Regions from separate parts of the Mus musculus genome. Here region 2 is linked to region 1. A link is a contact called in public HiChIP or PLAC-seq data. All regions are on one chromosome and are shown on one strand. The core of a region is the stretch at or near the end of the contact, and the rest is flanking DNA. Distances in the headings are between cores, read along the strand shown. Region 1 holds the start of Fgf20 (fibroblast growth factor 20). Region 2 overlaps Micu3 (mitochondrial calcium uptake family, member 3).

Evidence for each region. HiChIP or PLAC-seq counts read pairs in DNA pulled down with a chosen protein or histone mark.
Region 2: an H3K27ac HiChIP or PLAC-seq map of embryonic stem cells shows a contact between it and region 1, with 6 read pairs. The contact joins the enhancer-like site here to the promoter of Fgf20 in region 1. A contact is called at or near these places in 7 of 484 Hi-C or Micro-C datasets (embryonic fibroblasts, embryonic stem cells, forebrain and 4 more) and 1 of 115 datasets of contacts at active chromatin or transcription factors (embryonic stem cells).

What each region holds. Positions count from the first base shown.
Region 1 is chr8:40,285,632-40,291,083 of GRCm38.p6, reverse strand. Fgf20 (fibroblast growth factor 20) reads left to right here and starts at 4,131. Exons shown (of 3, transcript NM_030610.2): 1 at 4,131-4,662. The coding sequence starts at 4,377.
Region 2 is chr8:40,326,670-40,332,047 of GRCm38.p6, reverse strand. All of the region lies in intron 1 of Micu3 (mitochondrial calcium uptake family, member 3), which reads right to left. Among named protein-coding and RNA genes, the nearest start is that of Micu3, 21 kb to the right of the region's middle. Within about 2 kb of position 2,822, at least 15 of the 459 cell types and tissues checked have an H3K27ac peak or open chromatin away from gene starts, as enhancers often do. A contact at or near this core is called in embryonic stem cells, where this site is marked.

The sequences.
Region 1 (5,452 bases), core at 2,882-5,381:
CAGAAATCCGCCTGCCTCTGCCTCCCCAGTGCTGGGATTAAAGGCGTGCGCCACCACTGCCCAGCGTATCATTTGTTTTGATGCTCAAATCATCACAGAGATCTTACTTTCTCATCGTTTTCTCTGTTTCCTTGTCAGCTGGGAAAAAAAGGGCCCAATCCTAGAACCAGTATAATAATTTCTCCAAGCTTCCCAGATAATTTCAGGAGGTGAATAAATTAAAAAGACCAAGTTCTAGATGTGAGGTGTGCTCAGTATTGGTGAAGTTCAGTATTTATTTATTTAGATGTTTAGAACTGGATTCTCTAACCAAAGAAGTGGTTTGCAGAACTGCTTATTTTCTGAATTCCATGACTTTTTTGTGTGATTGTCACTCACAGGCTTGTAGGATGCTATTCACTTTAAATTATGAGACTAGGTTCTTTTGTTCTTGATTTTATTCTACCTCCCAATCGCCTTTGTTTATTTCATTTTACCTGAAAAAAAAAAACACTTTTAAAAAGACAAAGTTCTGTAAAAATAATTCTCAGAGAAGCACCACCATTCTCCATTCTATGTATTCTAATTAATTAATTAACTAATTAATTAATTTAAAATAAGCAATACATATAAAATTCTTCTTTCCTTCTTTTTTCTAAGAAAGATAGCTCTCTGTATATAATCTTTTGTCATACACTTTTAAGTTTTATATTGTGTTCTAAAGATAATGGATATTAGTTCATATATATTACTCTTCTTAGCCAGCTATGTAATGTCTCATGCTTATCATCATTTATTTAGTTTATTATATACAGATATCTATGTTGCTACCAATGTTTTATAATTAAAAGTTATAAATAATGTTGCACATAGAGACTTTTGTTTTATTGAAAGTATAAATCATGACTTTTAAGGGAGCTATTTTTTTCTTAAGTGAATCACATATAGAGTCATTGAATGTGTAAAACCAAATGTTACAAGACTACACTGATTGAAAAGGTGTATATGATTATGTGCTCTGAAACTACATTTTGTGTGAGTAAAAATCATACCACATATTTGAACAACAGCAAAGCAAGTGTGGTCTCTAGGAAGCACAGGTAAAGTTGATTAGATTGCAGTGTATACTTAAAAGTTGAATAATGTACCCTTGTAAAACACTCTTCAAAATTATTTAACTTCCCATGATATCATCACAGTATGTGCAAAAAAAAAATCTTTAACGTTATCTTTTCCTGTCACATGACTAGAGCAAACAAAAGAAATCCTTATCTTTTTGTTTCTATTCTGGTCTTTTATAAAATAGCATTAGGCACCATTCAAAATCTACACATTAAAGCTTTGGTTTGGGTAAAAAAAAAAAAGATTTATTTTGCATTTCAGACAAATTGCACCTGCTGAATTATAAAGTTAAAAAAAAAAAAACCTTGCTGGACAATTGAAGTAGTGTAGGGCATTATACACAGGAAACCTTGCTGTTTTCAAACCTCTTTCCAATGTGTATTTTCACATTTATGTCTCATGGAAACCTTGAGTACAGGGAGCTAAGGAATGGGGCTCTCTTTACAAATAAAGGATGTTAGACTTGGAACTGAAACCCAACTGGATACAGGACTTTCCTCCTCAATAACTTGGTTATGCTTATCATACTGGGGCATTGTTGTGATAGAAAACACATACAAGTGCGAAGGCTCACGAAGACAAAGAACAGACGAGGTCTACTATTACAGTATTTGGACTTTGATGACTATTCCTGAAAAGTTTGGTTCTCTCTCTCTCTCTCTCTCTCTCTCTCTCTCTCTCTCTCTCTCTCTCTCTCTGTGTGAGATACAAGAGATTTAAGAATTCTAATGTCTATAAATTACACAGCAGGACAGCAAATGTTCACATGAGGAAGTGCACACTGAACTAATACCTCCAGGAGCAGGTGACAATAATATGTTGTGGAATAATTAACAGTGTTATACTTCGCATAGAACTTAGATCTTGAAACAGACCTCATTTAAAAGGCACTTGATCTAAGTTTAAAAACCTTTAAGCGCCTCCTCTTTAAAAGTGATCAATGTATGTTCTGGCTACTTTAGTTATCCCGCTATGAGATTCACACAACTTTGATCTAACTTTCTTTGATTTAACACTGCAATTAAGAAGATTTGGTTCAAAGTGAAAGCTCATTGGTTGATGCTTTACACTGATGTGATAGTGTTTACACAGATGTGCTTTGAAATCTTGATTGGGGTGGATTTGGGGGTCCCACCACAAAACAGGCTGCGGTTATTTGAAAGGTAAAATAATATGACATCTACCTGGTGCATCCTTTAGAAGAAACTTATTGATATATGTTTCTAAAGTAATTGATCTGCTTGTTGTTTTTAGCCTGGGCTTTTGTTTTATTCTGCATCTATCAACAGTAAATCACTTATTTTAAGGTCTCTTTTATAACCTGGTTCCACAAGGGTCAGTAGTTAGACCTGTGGTGACAAAAAAGTGTAACTTTACCTCTTTTAAAGCACCTGCCAATTAATTATCCAAAGCAGAAGGAGGAGGAGGGGGAGAAGGGGAAGGAGAAAAGGGGAGGAGGAGAAGGAGGAGGAGGAAGAGGAGGAAGATGAGGAGGAGGAGGGAGGGAGGGACGAGGAAGAGCCAGCTTTCAGAGAAAATAAAATAAACCAGTCAAATCCATTTGAACTCACAAGTTTAGGCTTTTTCTGAATAGGGCACAAAACAAGACGGAAATTCTAATCTTAAGCCAGTCTTTGAAACCCTATGCGCAGGAAAAGAATACATCTGACCAGTGATTCTCAATTTTTCAGCCACCTATGGATTTCCCTAGGCCAGCCAGTGGAACAAAGTTTTAACATATAACTAACATATATCTATATAAGTTTTAACACATATCTAACTCCCTCAGGCCAATTTATTTATTTTACAAGTATGAGTAGGAACTCCTAAAGCTTACCAGTAATTTTGAAATCTCTGATACTCATCAAGAACCAAAATTATTTCTGGCTAGTTATTTTGAGATTTTTATACTTGAAGTGTGAACTTAACAACAACAACAACAACAACAAACAACAAAAGGGTTAGCTTCTAGGAAGCTACAGCTAAGACAAAAGGAAATGTTCTTAGATTGGATAAGGGTACAGAAGCAGCTATCGTTTATTTCACTATTGTAGATAGTATTTTTTCATTCATAGCAAATTATAAGAATGTGAGCGAGCCTACTTGAGTGGACTGTTCTCGCTCCCCTCCCCCTCATGATTATATTGTGCTATTTGACTATTCTAATGAGCCCAGGACCTCCACACACAATTTATCATTTCCATAGACATAAGGGAATCCTGGTTATATCATTTGCTGAGTTAAGATAAACATTAAAGAGAACTTGAGGTGGGGGGGGGGCAAGGCGTTTCTACCCTAAGCTTGATTATGTAAAGAAAATCCCCCATCTAAATGATAAAAGAAAAGAGTAATGCTTGTACATTTTATTAGTGTTTTAAAATTAGTGAGTTAAACTGTCAAAGCTTTGATTTTCCTTTCATGTGTGTCTGGGCAGGTCTAAGCCTCAGGTAACGCCCTTTCCCCTTCTTCCTCCTTGCTTTTCTTTGCACCTGTCCACTGCAGGCTCCCAGCAGCTCCAAGGAGTCCAATTCTCTAGCGCCTTCATTTTTCTCCTCCCACTCATCTCCGGTTCTGTACGCCCCCCCCCCCACTCTCTTCAGTATTCTTCAAGTTGGGCTCCTTCTCCCAGCTATCTATCTCTGTAAATGAGCTCACATCAAAGGTGGTTGTTTGTTCAGCAGCGGCTAAACAACATCATGGTTGTCCCAGAGACAACGTAGTATACCAGGTTGTTGGCTGAGCCTCCCCGAATTTGCTAGCTGACTGACTTTGGCCTAGTGCAAGGAAAGAGTTTTCCAAGTGCTCCGTTTTAGTCACTTCCGAGGAGCACAACGTGTAGAGAGAGAGGAGGCTGGTTTAAGATTTCAAACAAAACCAACCTCCCCGGCGCGCATGAAAGGACTTGATTAGCATATGTCAAGAGGACCCGCATATATACCGGGAGTGTATGTACACAGGACTCTGATCTGATCAGTTTGCTGAGCTGGAGCCTCAGCCCCCAGCTCCAGCCCCAAATCAGCAGCCTCAGCTCTAGATGTTTCTGCAAGGCCAGCAGCCAGCATCCTCCTACCCAAGGAGAGAAGATCAATCTAAGAGGGTGCACTGCACCGTCCCCACAGGGACCTCACAGGAGTAACCCAGCCTTAACTTTTTTGGTACCTATTTGGCTATAATTTTTCTGCATTCGCCTCGCCACCCTTGCTACACTTTTTATTGGCGGTGCAGAGGGAAGTCTCCTGTTTTCTGGAATTTCAGTCATCCTGTCCGGCCCGTCCATGGCTCCCTTGACCGAAGTCGGGGCTTTCTTGGGCGGCCTGGAGGGCTTGAGCCAGCAGGTGGGGTCGCACTTCTTGCTGCCTCCTGCAGGGGAGAGGCCACCGCTGTTAGGGGAGCGGCGGGGCGCGTTGGAGAGGGGCGCCCGCGGCGGGCCCGGTTCCGTGGAGCTGGCGCACCTGCACGGCATCCTGCGCCGCCGGCAGCTCTACTGCCGCACCGGCTTCCACCTGCAGATCCTGCCCGACGGCACCGTGCAGGGCACCCGGCAGGATCACAGTCTCTTCGGTAGGTACAAGCATCCCGCCCTTACGCCCTCAACCCCCGCCTCCTCCTCTTCCTCTTCTCGCCTCCCACCACCACCCTGGCAGAAGGGAATGAGCGGGAGCTGTGTGCTAACCTGAGCCTCTAGACATTTGGGGTGCAAGGTCCCGGGCTCAGGGCGTGTGAGAAATTGTCCTGCCATGCAGGAGAGCAACTCTAGGTGCAGGGGGTGGAGGGTGGGGAGAGGGAGAAAGGGCGGATGGGTCCCTCACTCCTGGTACAATGCTGCTCTGTTTGCTCTACTGCCTGGGGCACAAAGTGTTGGACTAGGAACCATGATCTGTCCCCCAACCTTGCCTGCACTCCTTCCTTCACAGTCAATTTTATTATTTTAGGAGGTCCCTATTCAGAGTTCTCTTCCTTCCACACTTGCAGTTCTGTGGCTACCTTTTTGAAAATTAGTAACGGGAAGCATCCCAGTTCTTAAAACATGCCCCGCAGTTATGCAGCTAGTTCTGCCCCTGTCTCTCTCCGAAGGGATGGTTCTTAAACAGGATGTGAATCTTCACGTGTCTACTTAGAGGTCTGCCTGGCTGCAGTTCTCTGTTCTGGTTTGGGGAGGAGAGTGAAGGAGATGGAGCAAGGGAGGAGGGAGAAGGACTGAGCATGCCCACCTGGCCAAGATTCTCTTTAGAAATTGCGAAACTGGAAAGCAGAGATCTTGGTATTGACCTTAGGTAAGAGGAAATGGGGGAAGCGAAAGAAGATATGGCTGGGAACACAGAGAATCTTTTCTACATACAACAGCAATGCC
Region 2 (5,378 bases), core at 1,573-4,072, 42 kb before region 1:
GAATACAGGGAGCTGGCTAATTCCAGTGGGCCCAATCTGCCCAGAAGCAGGCTGCCCAAAGGCTTTGTAGGGCCAAAAGTGGGTCTGCAAACCCTGCATGTGTGTGTGTGTGTGTGTGTGTGTGTGTGTGTGTATGCATGCACATGCACAGCAGCAGGTTCTCTTTTATCCCAGGGGTCAAACTCAGGTTTGGTAGCAAGCGCCTTTACACACTGAGCCAGCTCCCTGGCCCTACAGAGTTAAGGTTTTAAAAGAGGCTTTTATGTATTTAAAAAAAAATTCAAGTAAACACAATGTTATGAGGTATATAAAACTACAGTTGATTATACACATCTTTCCCACTGCAAAATAGGTTTTTCTTCCATAATATTTCTTTTCAGAAAGAACTCATAAAATTCAAAAGTATCAAGAGCAACAGACTTTATATTTTATGAGAACCTTACCAGTTTATATATCAGGAAATTCTGAAGAAAGAAAATTTAGATTTCTAAGTTGAATGGATACTGGGTGTTTAGACATAGGGAAAGCCTTTAGGTGTTGGACAAAAAGACAAATTTCAACTTAACTTGGAGGGGGTTGAAGTTGGCACCATACAGAAGCAGCTTCACAAAGGGTCTTAGAAGCAGTTACAGGGAATGAAACAGCAGAACAGGAGGGCTGGAAGGGGGAGCGTATGACGTAATTGGCTCTGGAGCCCATCCAGGACACGTGACATTCAGAGGCTCGGCAGCATGCAAATTGCTGCAGGCTGCTTCAGAGATGAGTGGATCAAGACACGCGCAGCCTGGGTCGGGAAGAAGGAATTTAGTCCTTGGAAAATTAGTATAACTTCCTTTAGATATAAAACTAGGAAGGACTGGATCACAGGGATCAGTTCCATCAGCAATGTTTAAGTGGCCTCATGATCAATTAACTCACTCTTTAAATATTTCTACTGGTCTTAGTGTTTGTGGTGAAGTTGGACTTATAGGTAGGCAGTTAGGTGAACTAGTCAAGCTGAGAGAGTTAAATAAAACCTATCCAGGATTTTTATTTTGTTTTTCCATATGAAGGTGAGTATTGTTTTTTCAAGGTCTATGAAGAACTGTGTTGGAATTTTGATGGGGATTGCACTAAATCTTTAGATTGCTTTTGATAGGATGGCCATTTTAATATGTTAATTTTACCAACCCATGTGCATAGAAGATCTTTCTCTCTTCTGATACTTTCTTCAAAGACTTGAAGTTCTTGTCATATATACAGGTCTTTCATTTGGTTAGAGTTACTCAAGATACTTTATATTATTTGTAGCTATTGTGAGGGGTGTTGTTTCCCTGCCTGTTTATCCAGCACCTTCGCTGAAGGTGTTTATCAGCTGTAGAAGTTCCTTGGTAGAATTTTTGGGGTCATTTATGTATACTATCTTATCACCAGCAAAGAGCAATACTTTCACTCCTTTCTTTCCAGTTTGTATCCCCTTTGTTTCCTTTAGTTGTTTTATGCTTTAGCTACAACTTCAAGCACTATATTGAACAGATGTGGAGAGTGGACAGCCTTGTCTTGTCCCCGATTTTAGTGAAACTGCTTTGAGTTTCTCCTCATTTAATTTGATGTTGGCCATTGGCTTGCTGTAGAAACAACAAACCTGGTTTCACTGTGGCTCACTGAGAATGAACTAAGAATCAGGGAGCCTGCATAGCTCACACCTGGGCCTGTGTATGTTACAGTTGTGTAGCTTGGTATTTTATGGGACTTGTAACAGAGGGAGTAGGGCTGTTCCTAATGCTGTTAGTGCTTCTGGGACCCTTATCCTTCTACTGGGTTGCCTCATCCAACCTTAGTATGAGGTAAGGTGCCTCATCTTATTGCAACTTAATATGATATGTTTGGCTGATATTCCTGGGAGATCTGCCCTCTTCTGAAGGGAAACAGAAGAGCAGCAGACAGGGAGGAAAGAAGTGGGGGAGGGGGATGGAGGTGGTGTGGGTTGGAGGGAGGAGAAGTTTTGGTAGGGATGTAATATATCAGAGAATACATTAAAATAATAAGAAATTAAAAAATCATCTCCTTTTCCAATGATTTTAGAGGTATTTTAATCCAGCAACATGGCTGCTCTGGTAAGGGATTATGTTCAAAGACCTTCGAGGTTTCTGTAATCCAGTTGGAATGCAGACACACCCTTTGTACACACTTTTAATCAAACCAAACAATGTAGCTAAGGTTAGGTGGTAAAAGGAAGCAGCCAGATTTGAAAGTGATGTCTAATTGAGAGGTAGTTTTTGCCTCAGTTTGACAAACAGGTGCCAGAGAGAACAAGCGAGACACTGTTGAAGAGAGGCAAGCCAGAGAATGAGAAGGGGCCAGAAGATTAGAAGAGATTGCCAAAGTTAGTATGAGGCCAAGCAGAGCAATTTAGTAAAAAGCTGAGAGAAAAAAACAAAACAAAACAAAACTGGAGTTTGAGCCAGAATAGCTGAGTTAAACCAGCTAGCCAGAGTTCAGAAAGAACTAGAAAGGGTGAGTTTATTCAGCAGTAAGCCTCTGAGATGACAATTATATAGGAGAATAAAAGTTAATTTTAGAAATGACAGCTGACTTTTTCAGTTAGTCACTTAAGTCTCAATTTTCAAATATAATAATTAGCTTGCCTACAGAGAAAAGAGTTCATTTCTCTGTCACCTATGGATCCAGAAAGAATATTCTAGGACTAGGATTAAATGTGTGCTCCAGGCAATCTGCTTTCTGCAGTACTCAAACCCAGCACACTGAATGACTGCCGCAGTCCATCAAGGAGAGGATGAAAGAACTGCAAGAAGCCCATGTGTGAAGTACGCCTGGCCAGGCTGAGCAAAGGTTAACCTGCTCTGCTCACAATGAGCACAAGAGAGCTTAGTCACTTAGTCACACAAGTGTGACTGATGCTGGCAAATAAAGAGCAATCTATATCGAGATCTATATCCTATCTAGTAGGGAAGAAAGAAGAGATCATGGTTAAGTTTCTTTTATCTGTCACAGTACTTTTTGGAACATCAAGTACTCACGTGTGGGAACACGGTCTAAGAATGGAGTTGTGTGAGGAGAATCCCGAGTGTTCACAAGAAAACTCTTAAGAAATAAGACGAAAATCTTGTGATCTCTGTTTCTTCAAATCATGGAATTGTTCTTGACAAGAGCTCTCATGCCCCTCCCAGGTGTACTGGATAGAGGTGAGATTAATTCAGATTATTCATTACAGCTGGCTATTATTTGTTTATGTCCCTTCACAAAGAAAATCCTGTTTTTGCTACATGCAGGTTGCCCTTGTGATTGGACATTACTCAGGTGACTCTTCTTAATCCTCAGCATAAGCTATCTGATGCTCTGAATAAAGTTGGCCACTGCATGAGACTTCAGTCCGCCTATTTCTTAGGTTCTGCTCTGCTCTCCCAGGTTCACTCCACAATTGGAGCAGTAAACACATGGAATAGAAAGGCTGAAGGAGAAAACACTAACAATAGATATGTTAAGAGGAACCGAGACTAATTTCATAAATAATCCCAAACTGCAGTATTCAACGCTCCGTGAGGTACTATCTAACTGTCCTCATCAGTCTGCAGGGGACAGAAAGTTTCTGGGCTCACTGGCTGACAGTCTCCACGCACATTTATCACCACGAAGGCTATGTTCTTCTGTCTTCAACAGGGCCACCATAGACTTGAAATTTCATGTGTGCACTTACCTTTCTTCTAGCTTTGTGTTTCCAAATTTCTCAAAATGTTCTTTAGGGGTTTTTTGTTTGTTTTCCCATAAACACTGAGATCTGGTTCTCTATACACTCATATTGAGATACTTAATATGCACCGAAGTTTTCTGTTCTTTTTCCAAAAACCTATCTATGTATCTAGAGGAATTTTAACAATAATTAGCATTACTGCCCTATAATTTCTAAAAAATAATTTCAACTAATAACAGCTAAGCAGGCCATGATCTTTGTAGTTTACTCTACAATTAGAAACCTGGGATTTTTCTAAACTAAATCTGGTGACAAGTTGCTATATCAAGAACACGAAAATTCTAAAAGTTAAATTTCTTTCATCATTGTTAGCCCAATTTCCCTCTGAAAATAAAGTATCATATTTCAAAATAATGAAATACATGAATAATTTGACAAATATTACCAATTAAGTATAAAACAATGAGAAATTTTTTTAGCTTTACATTGAAATATTCTAAATAGACACTGAAAAAAATCTTATAATACTTTTTTTTAAACACTACAGGAAGACACAGAGAGCAAACATTTAAGAGAAGGCATTGCAGCAGCACTGTCAAACTTTGCAGTTTTGAAACATGGTCTGATGAGGTCCAGGCTGACTCTACAGCTAAGGATAGTGAGCTTGAGCCTCCTTCTTCTACTTCTCAAATTCACGGAGTACAGAAAGTCCCACCACATCTCATTGCCTGTGGTGCTAGAATTTGAACCCAGAGCCTTCTAGAGGAAGTTGGCAAGGCAAGTGCTCTACCAACTGAACTACATCTCTAGTCCCAAAGGATTTTTACATGTAGCAAATTTTTAATTAACTGGAAAATTTCACATTATAGAGATATTATAAAATACCTGTTTAAAACCATTCAAGCACAGGCCTCAAAATTGGCACATGAATTTTTTTTTGTATTAACAAGACCACAGAGTAGTAGATAAAATCATAGACTTGTAGAGTTATCAGAAAATTTAGACTTATCTTTTTATATTATTTTAAGAAATTACATCTTATACTTTCTACAAAATAATAACAGTATGACATTCTTTTTCACATTAGCAACAAATGTTTAGGAACTCTATCTCTAGAAAAAATGTATTTTTCTTTATTATTAAGAATCTGTGAGCTTCACTTCAGGTTCTAATCTTGAGCTTTCTACACATTAAAAAAATGGAGAATTTGAGCCTGAGGAGATGGCACAGCAGATAAAAATACATATGCAGGTCTTACAAAAATGAAACCTGATTTCAAACCCTAGCATCTATATAAAAGCTGGGTGTGGGCTTATGCGCTCCTATAACTCCAAAGCTGGGGGCGGGGGCAATTACTGAGGCTTAATGGCCATGTGACTCGCTTCAGGAAACCTTTTGTCAAGGGAATAAAACAGAGGGCTATTAGGACACCCAACTGATGGCATCTCCTAGCCATGGGTATGTGCTCGAGAGTAATATTATGGGTGGGGGGAGAGAGCGAGAGAGAATATTTAGTAATAAAACTTCATAATGACCACTTTTAGGTTACTGTGTGTGTCATCTAAAACAGTGGTTCTCAACCTTCCTAATGCTGTTAGCCTTTAATACAGTTCCTTATATTGTGGTGAACCCCAACCATAAAAATTATTTCATTGCTACTTCATATGAATTCAAAATTTGTAACTGT